Regions from separate parts of the Rattus norvegicus genome. Here region 1 is linked to region 2. Evidence: chromatin contacts called from public Hi-C data. All regions are on one chromosome and are shown on one strand. Each heading gives the region's core, a stretch centred on a gene start, on an enhancer-like site or on the middle of the called end of the contact. The rest is flanking DNA. Distances are from core to core; before and after follow the strand shown. Region 1 holds the start of Bbof1 (basal body orientation factor 1). Region 2 overlaps LOC134479230 (a long non-coding RNA gene).

Region 1 (4,135 bases), core at 833-3,332, 340 kb before region 2:
AAAACCTTTGTGAGGAAAAAAGAAGTAAGACCTTGGGGATGTAGACAGGTAGAAGCAGAGTGTACAGTACACGTGCATCAGGTCGAAGTACACTGCATGGTACTCATGCGTCAGGTAGAAGTAAAGTGTATGGTACTCATTCATACATCAGGTAGACGCAGAGTGCATGGCAAGCATACATCAGACCCTAGGTTTGATCCCTAGAATATAACACTAAAAGGATGGATTCAAAAGGTGAGGTCCTTGGAAATTTAGATTGCACCAGCATTAAGAAAACACTGTGGTACAACAGACACCAGCTGTGTAAATGCATTAGGCATTTCACCTCTATTTGGATTCTATACAGTCTCCTGCAAGTGCATAAGCAGATCTTTCCTTACACTGTACCTTTCCTAACCTCTCAACTCCTGAGTTTTAGTCCCTTTGCACACCTACCTTTTGTTCTCTTCACATTCAGGCCAGCTCCATTTGCAATTTTCCAGCCTGACCTAGCAGCTGCTGTCCCTTTCCAGTAGGAATTAGACACTAGTAATGGATGCCTTCCTACAGACTCCCATTGTTACCCGAAAGTATCAAGAAGACTTATGCAATCAGATGTCTCTAAGAAAAAGACCACTAAGTTACTGGAGAAACAAAGTAGTTTCTCAAACAATGACCCCTGGAACATTCAAGGAATACAAAGTGTATTATTGATTCCCACTGGAGATGGAGAACCAAAAATCAAAACATGGCTGTGAGTTGCAAGAATGTGTTAAGCCCTTGGCAATTTGTAGAATGTGTTAGAGAAGTTATATTTTATTTTATTTTCCTAAGATTTATTTATTATTTTATAAATATGAGCACACTGTAGCTGTCTTCAGACACACCAGAAGAGGGCATCAGATCTCATTACAGATGGTTGTGAGCCACCATGTGGTTGCTGGGAATTGAACTCAGGACCTCCGGAAGAGTAGTCAGTGCTATCAGTCACTGAGACATCTCTTTAGTCCATATTTTGTTTTCTTAGTCATCTTGCAGAATATATGTTAATAGAAGCAAGTGGGAGAACACTTGGGTATCAGGACGCCCTAAATTTAATTTTCGGGGTGGGGGAGGGGTCTACAAATGTATCAACTTACACAGGAAAAAGTATATAGAAAAATGATAGTAGTGGTTAACTATGGATGGTAGATGACAGGTGGTTTTCTTTCTTCTCTAGTGCTTTCCATATCTCAGAAGATTTCTGCACTGAATATAAAGTTACTCTTTTAAGTTACTTTGCGGAAGATGGTACCTAGGACCCTGCACACAAGCACCCTATCACTTGTTTTTAAAGACAAGGTATCCCTATGTCGTGCTGCCTGTGATCTGTCAGCCTCCACAGCAGTGGGACCGACCATAGGTGTGTGTTACTAAACTTTTCTCCAGAGAATTCACTTTACAATCACAAGTTTAAGGGATTCCTTTGCAGTTCTAATCTATGGGGTTGAACTCTTTGTGGGACTCCAAAGTCTTGAAGAATGATCCGGTAGCCCAGTAATTCTGCTGACGTTCTAGCAGCAACTCCAAAGCGCCATGGAGTTAGCTCTAGAGCCGTACAGTGAGTGAATGAGTGAGCGAATGTGTGTTCTGATCGGTCTGGTCAAATCATTTCGCGTGCTTCCTTTGATCCAAAAAGGATTCCTGAGAGACCCAAGAAACAACTTTAACCACTCAGACAAGAGCTCGAATACAACTACACCAATTCTTATCAGTCTCACAGTGGAGATCTCTCAGATCCTAGGACCAGTAAAGAATGAACAACAGGAGCTGTCCACAAAAGCCTGACAGAGGCAGCCAGTTAGCGCTTCAAAATGCCAAGGGTAGGCAGGGGGAATGGGGACCTTGGCGTCGCCGCTGCTCTTACTTTTGATCTTGCTCTTTGTTTTTGACTTTCCTCTTGTCCTTTGCCGGCATTTTGACTTCTCCAGGAGTCTCACGGTGCCGGTCTCCTGGTGGCCGCCACCTGGGCCGACTCCGTCTCTAAGGAAACCACCACGCCGAAGGGCTAACGTCCTCCGCGCCGTTGAGGGCACGCGGAGAGCGCACGCGCGTGACGTGACCGCGGCGAGGGGCGGGGCGGAGATCGCTCGGAGGCGGCGGGCGTCCGCGCCAGGGCGGCGCGCGCGGTGAGTGTGCACGAGCCTCGGCGGCGCTCCCCGGGTTGGAGCCGGGCGGGAGGCCGGGAGCTCGGGAGGGGCGGGAGTCGGTCGCGGAGCTGCGGCGTCTTATCCTCCAGAGACTTGCCTCGCGCCTGCTGAGGCTCCATTGCCGGCGGCTCTCCGACCGGCTAGCGCGCGTCGGAGCGGCGCCTCTGGGGCTTGAAGCGCTTCCAGTCTGGCCGGCGGATCTTCCAAGCCTCTGGCGCGGCCACCGTGGCGGTCCTGCCCTCATCCCTGCTTCTGTCTCGGCGGCGCCCGCGCTGCCCGCCTCATGCTTACCTCCCCTCCATCCTCGTTTCTGTCTCGCGGGCACCCTGGAGGACAGCGCACCCGGGGACATCCCAGGCCAAACGCTTTCAGGGAGGCAGTTGACTTTCCGAGGGCGGTGGCTTGGGTGAGGCTGTCAGTCTCCGCGGGTCAGCGGGCTCGGGTGCTCAGACTCGGGCTCCCCTGCCTGGAGCGGTGTGGCGGGGAGGATCGTCCGTCCCCGTGTCTGAGGTGGCAGGTGCTTAGCTCCAGCCGACCGCCAGGTTCCTGTTAGCTAACATCGCCCACATCCTCTAGTGACTGAAGTCCCATTTGCTGCAAGTTGCATAAAGTTGCAAGCGCTTGCCTCGCACCCTGGTTCCCGAGGAGTACTCCAGTATTCTAGTTTGTCCAGAGGAGGAACCCTGTGATTATGCCTTCATTCACTGAGAGTGAGTGAGTCATTACGGAAGACAGGTATTGTGGCTGCCATGTCAATAGGAGGCTTGGGAGTGAAGCTCTGTTCTGCTTTATCCTCCAATTCAAATTACATTTAACATCTATTTGAAGTGTCATTGTTAGAACACCCCCTCCCTCTCTCTATAGTCCTTAACTATAAGGTGAAGTCTTTGACCTCTAATTTTTCTTTTTTCCCCCACCTCACCCCCCAGGGGGCGAGTTAGTGGTAGTGGTTTATGTAGTTTGTAAATTTTGCGGTTAGAGTAAGCAAGTAGATTTGTTAAGAGACCTTGAAAACCCGACGGAACTTTCTGCTAGCGCGGCTATGGCTTATTTTGATTCTATTTCTGGTGCATTTCCCCTCTCTGTGTGACTTGCCATGAACTCACGAGTAGAATCATCTCTACATAACGTACCTCCCCTTAGATGATAAGATGGAGATAATCCAGTGCTCTTAACCTTGGACCCATCTCTCCAAACCCTCACACTCTTTTGAGATCGAGCCTCACTATAGGTATTTCCCTGGGCTAGAACTCTCAAAGATCCTTTGCCTCTGAGTGCTGGAATTAAAGATGTGGATGGAGCCTGACAAGATTGCTTCTTAATATATGTATAGTACTTTAAATTTTTTTTTTCAAAACAGGATTCCTCCACGGAGCCTTGGCTGTCTCTGTAGACCAGGCTGCCCTGGAAATCACAGAGATGAGTCTGCTTCTGCCTCCCGAGTGGTGGGATTAAATGCGTGGGCCACCAGACTTAGGTGGCCGTTTTTTGTTTTGTTTTGTTTTTGTTTTGCTGTTGTTGCTGTTGTTGTTTATTTTTATTTTTTTGAGGCCAGATCTCAAGGTGTAGACCAGGCTACCCTTGAACTCATCTGCCAGCCTCTGCCTCCGGAGTGCTGGGATTCAAGGCGTGCACCACCACATTAGCTATGCACAGTGCTTTAAAGAACTTATAATTTACTGTGTTTTATCAAACATAAATAATGTTTTCGATATTATAATAAAATTATATCATCTCAACTCTTTTTTGTTGTTTTTGTTTATTTGTTTGTGTTTCTTTGAGACAGTGTTTCTTTATGTGTAGCCCTGGTTGTCCTGGAACTCTCTCTGTAGACCAGGCTGACCTAGAACTCTCAGAGATCCGCCTATCTCTGCCTTCTGAGTGCTGGGATAAAGGTGTGTGCCACCACCAACTGGGCTCATCACTCTTTTGTGAATGTTTTATAAATTGATTTTTTTTTAAGATTA
Region 2 (4,103 bases), core at 1,448-3,947:
GCATGGAAACCTGCCTTGGGAACTGGATGGGTAGAGAGATCGCTGCCAGGCTCAGAGAGAGGCCTTCGGCGGTGTGATATGGGGTGGAGCAGAGTGGGTGAGATGCTTTGCTGACTGAGATTAAGATATCTATCAGATATCTTGGGGCACTGTGGTGCCAGACCTAGTGGGGGATAAAAGACAGCATTTTAGTTTTTATAATTTTACGACAACATATCAAGAGCATTAGGTGTTTGCTACCGAGACCTGAGAGCATGGGGCAGACTACAGTCCTGCTTCAGTTTCAGTGCACTTTTATACGTGAAAGAAACAAAGAAGGCAATGACCCTAGGAAAGTTGTTTGAGTTCAGGAAAACATGTAAATAAATGCCAGTAAATACATATTAAATATTAACAGGGCAGCTCTTTCCAGAACTTTCTTGGAACAGACTAAACCCAGTTGCCTGGCACCTACTATAGATTATCTCTTGGAAAGCATGACAGCAAGGCAGAGGCCACGTTCCCATTCAGGGCACACTGAGGACATCGCTCAACACATCCTTTTACCAGACTGGATGTTCCAACAAGCAGCAAGAACAAACATGTCTTATAAGTTCAATGTAAATGTTCGTCACAGGAGTCATGAAATCATATCCAAGAACAATCCAGGGAACCAAATACACCTGAGGTAAAAGGCCCTCTGCCTTTTCTCCTGGGGCCTCTCACAGTTCCCTAAGGCACTGCTTATTGTGTATGTGTTCCCTTTGCTCTATTCTCCTTTTGAATCAGAAGTCCCAAAAAATAGAAAGAGAAAGTGAGGGGAAGTTTAAGACTTGAAGCAAGCATAATAAACATAATAAACTATAATAAACTCAAGGGAAAGATAGAAATAAAGTTTTCAGCCTTTGGAAGTGGAGGGTAAAATTCTTTCCCTCTATCCTGCATGCTCAGTAACCGGAAACTAAACCCAACATTGGCACACTGTAGACTCATGCATTTACAAAAGATCCCAGTCAACAGTGCAGCCTTACAGAGAGGACCAAAAAGACTGAGGTGTAAGGCTCAAAGTGACCCTTAACTCCCGGGAGATCCCCCAAGTGAGACAGGAAGACAGAGTTCGATGCAAATGCAAGAGATTTATTTTCCGGCACGTCAATGTCGATCTTCAATCAGTCCCCTGTGGTGAGTGACTAGAAGGCGACCTAACAAGCAGTTTTTATACTTTTTAGGAATACAGGTTAAATCAGCCAGGGTTGTTGTAAAAATATAAATGTAAAAAGGGTATAGTTGTCTTTTACTCGCTAGGTCCCCACCACAGTGCCCCAAGATATCTGCTACATGTCTTGGCGGAAACACACCCCAGCTGCGCACTTTCCTACACTCAAACCCTCACATAAAAGAACACACAACACAATAACCTTTGACCCAATTGGTAAGATATAATTGCCCACTTAAACATACAAAGCCTGGTACTATCCATTCCTTGAGAACATTAATAACAACCTGTAAATACACAGAACAGAATCTTAACGTCACCTGCCATCTTGTCCTGCCATGGCTTCTCTGCCCCTCTCTCCCTCCTTTCTCTCCTCTCTCCCTTAGTCTCCTCCTCTTCCTTCAAACTTCTCTCCCGCCCATCCTTCCTTCTCCTCCAATGACAGGCCTCCTTCTATCCTGTACCTGCCCTTCACCAGTACTTTACAAATTCAATAGAGAGGTGGTTCTGGTGAAGTCACCTGAGTTCTGAGTCCTTGACTAGGCAGCTGTCCTTGGGACAGTGGAATTAACATCAAAATACAGTAACTCTAGAGCAAACCACAAAAAGCCAGGTTACTGTTTAAACTGATTGGCTAATCATATTGACCTTTGAATCTATTGGCTAGCAAGCATATGGCATGAATTTGAACTCTATCTGGGACCAGAGGGTCAGGTGACTATTAGTCAGTACATTCTGCAGTTTTTCAAGAATGTCCCTGCTCCTCCTGAAAACTGTGGGTAGAGAATGGAACTTGGCCTAGTCTTGACCTGAGGCAGTAGGTGTAAAGCTCTCGAAAGCCCTTAGGGTCTTTCACAGGAACTCCATAACCTACCTACTTTCTATCAGGCCAAGCCTCTTAATAGCTCTTACACTTCAATGAGAACTAGGGTCTTTCAAAGACTTGAAGCTACTATAATAAACATAGTAAACTATAATCAGGTCAACGGAAAGATAGAAATAAAGTTTCAGTCTTTGGAAGTGGAGGGTAAAATTCTTTCCCTCTATCTTGCATGCTCAGTAACCTGAAATTAAACCCAACATTGACACACTGGAGACCCATGCATTTACTAAAGGTCCAGCCAAGAGTGCAGCCTTAGAGAGAGGAAGAAAAAGACTGAGGCACCAGAGCCCTTGCAACTTGTCACTCAGGGACTGTGAGAGGCAGAGACAGGAATTGATTCTTTAAAGTATGAATTAGTCAGAGAGTTGACATTATGAGAGCTCAGTGGATGGGCATCCTCAACAGCCTTCCTCTTCCTCTTCAGCCATCACGGTATATAGGGATGGGGAGCAAAGGTAGTCAGTCAATCGTAGTCATTCTTGCCCTCTGGCCGTGTGGTTGCCTTGTCTCAGACTGCACTTTTCCTTCATTACCTTTGCTCTGTGTAGCCAGGGAATGGTTTGCATGCTCCAGGGGCACGAGTCCCGAATTTCCCCAGTCAGTGTGTGGGTGATTAGCCTTGAGGGTAACTCGGAGCCAACAAACCATCAGCCGTGTGTACTTGATGAGCTGTCCTGTGGGTGTGCAGATCCATCCCTACAGAAGGAAGTGCACATGTAATTTGTAGGAGGGACTATGAAGTGTCTATCAAAATCCCGTCTCACTGTGTAGTTATGACGGACTGTCCTGGAACTTTCTATGTAGACCACATTTACCTCAAACTCACAAAGATCTGCCTGCCTCTGTCTCCTAACACGTACAATGAATGCTGGGATTAAAGGAATGCAGCTCCATGCCCAGTCGTAGCCATAAACATTTTACCCTGTGTCTTTTAATTCTATTTTTTTATTCTTTTATTCTGGGTTCTGAAACTCATGGTGCCCCTCCCCCAGCCATAGAATTATTTTTTTGCTACTTTATAACTGTAAATTTGCTACTGTTATGAATCATAATGTTGATGTTTGACATCCGACGGTCTTAGGTAAGCCCTCACAGGGGTTGAGACCCATAGGTTGAGAACCACAAATGTAAGTAAAAGACAATCTGATCCAGCTGAGGTCTACCCGGGTCTAAGGGCGTTACCTACCTTTAGGGATTTACAAGCACACATTAGCACAGGGATGAGTCCAACCCTTTTTTTTTATTATGACAATTTTGTATTAACATATCTTAGGTTTTACTCTCTTATGTTGATTGAGCACAGAAGTTTTTGAATCCTCAGGAAGTAAAAGGAGGAGCATTTTTCTGCCTTGAAGCCCTGTGAACACCCATAATGGAAAAGCTGTTTGTTAAACACGTGCAAGGCACCTGTTAGCACTTCCTCAAGCGTTGCACTGAGAGCCACATCTTGAATATGTTTCTTTGTTTGGTTGTAAACCTAAGTGCTTGCCAATTGCTTTGTAAACATCTTTCCTGCCCTAGGGCGGGTCAGCTGTCAAGTGTTTTGTAGCTCACAAGAGCCAGGCTACAAAATCTGAATTCCAACTCAGGTCCTGATGAATCAAAGTTAAGGACAAGGGTTTTTGTTGTTGTTGGCTTTTGAGTAAAAGTTGCTGAGTTACTTAAGTCAAGTTGCTTAAAAACCAGATCACAGTGTCTAGAACTATCAAGATCTTTTCTCTGTCTCTCTTGGGGCTACATTTAAGAGCCAGGCTACAGCAGGATGTCTTGAAGTGTTCTTGGCCTGACCCACTCGTGGGCAGTGACTATGGTCCTAAGATAGGGAGTGCATACAACCATTTCCCCTGGGCCTTCTTACATAGGCCTTGTTCACAGGCCTGGGCTCTTCAATGCAGATCACCAAAAGGGACAAAAGGCTGAGTCTTTGCTTCCCTACAGAGGTTGGCCCTCTAGGCAGACCCCAGGAGGGCACAGAGTTCCATGATTGCATGCTGGTCACTTGAGAGCTCCACAGAGTCCAAGGGC

What was found. Hi-C and Micro-C count contacts between places; a contact is called where the count stands out from the background.
Region 1: a contact with region 2 is called in a Hi-C map of liver, with 4 times the contacts expected there. The contact joins the promoter of Bbof1 here to the enhancer-like site in region 2. A contact is called at or near these places in 2 of 12 Hi-C or Micro-C datasets (the Rat2 cell line and liver).

Annotation. Positions count from the first base shown.
Region 1 is chr6:109,784,310-109,788,444 of GRCr8, reverse strand. Bbof1 (basal body orientation factor 1) reads right to left here and starts at 2,082. Exons shown (of 12, transcript NM_001395618.1): 1 at 1,886-2,082. The coding sequence starts at 1,935. It also overlaps a transcript of Entpd5 not described here.
Region 2 is chr6:109,448,320-109,452,422 of GRCr8, reverse strand. It overlaps LOC134479230 (a long non-coding RNA gene), which reads right to left. Exons shown (of 3, transcript XR_010052282.1): 3 at 2,284-2,774. Among named protein-coding and RNA genes, the nearest start is that of Acot6, 13 kb to the left of the region's middle. Within about 2 kb of position 2,697, at least 5 of the 93 cell types and tissues checked have an H3K27ac peak or open chromatin away from gene starts, as enhancers often do. A contact at or near this core is called in liver, where this site is marked.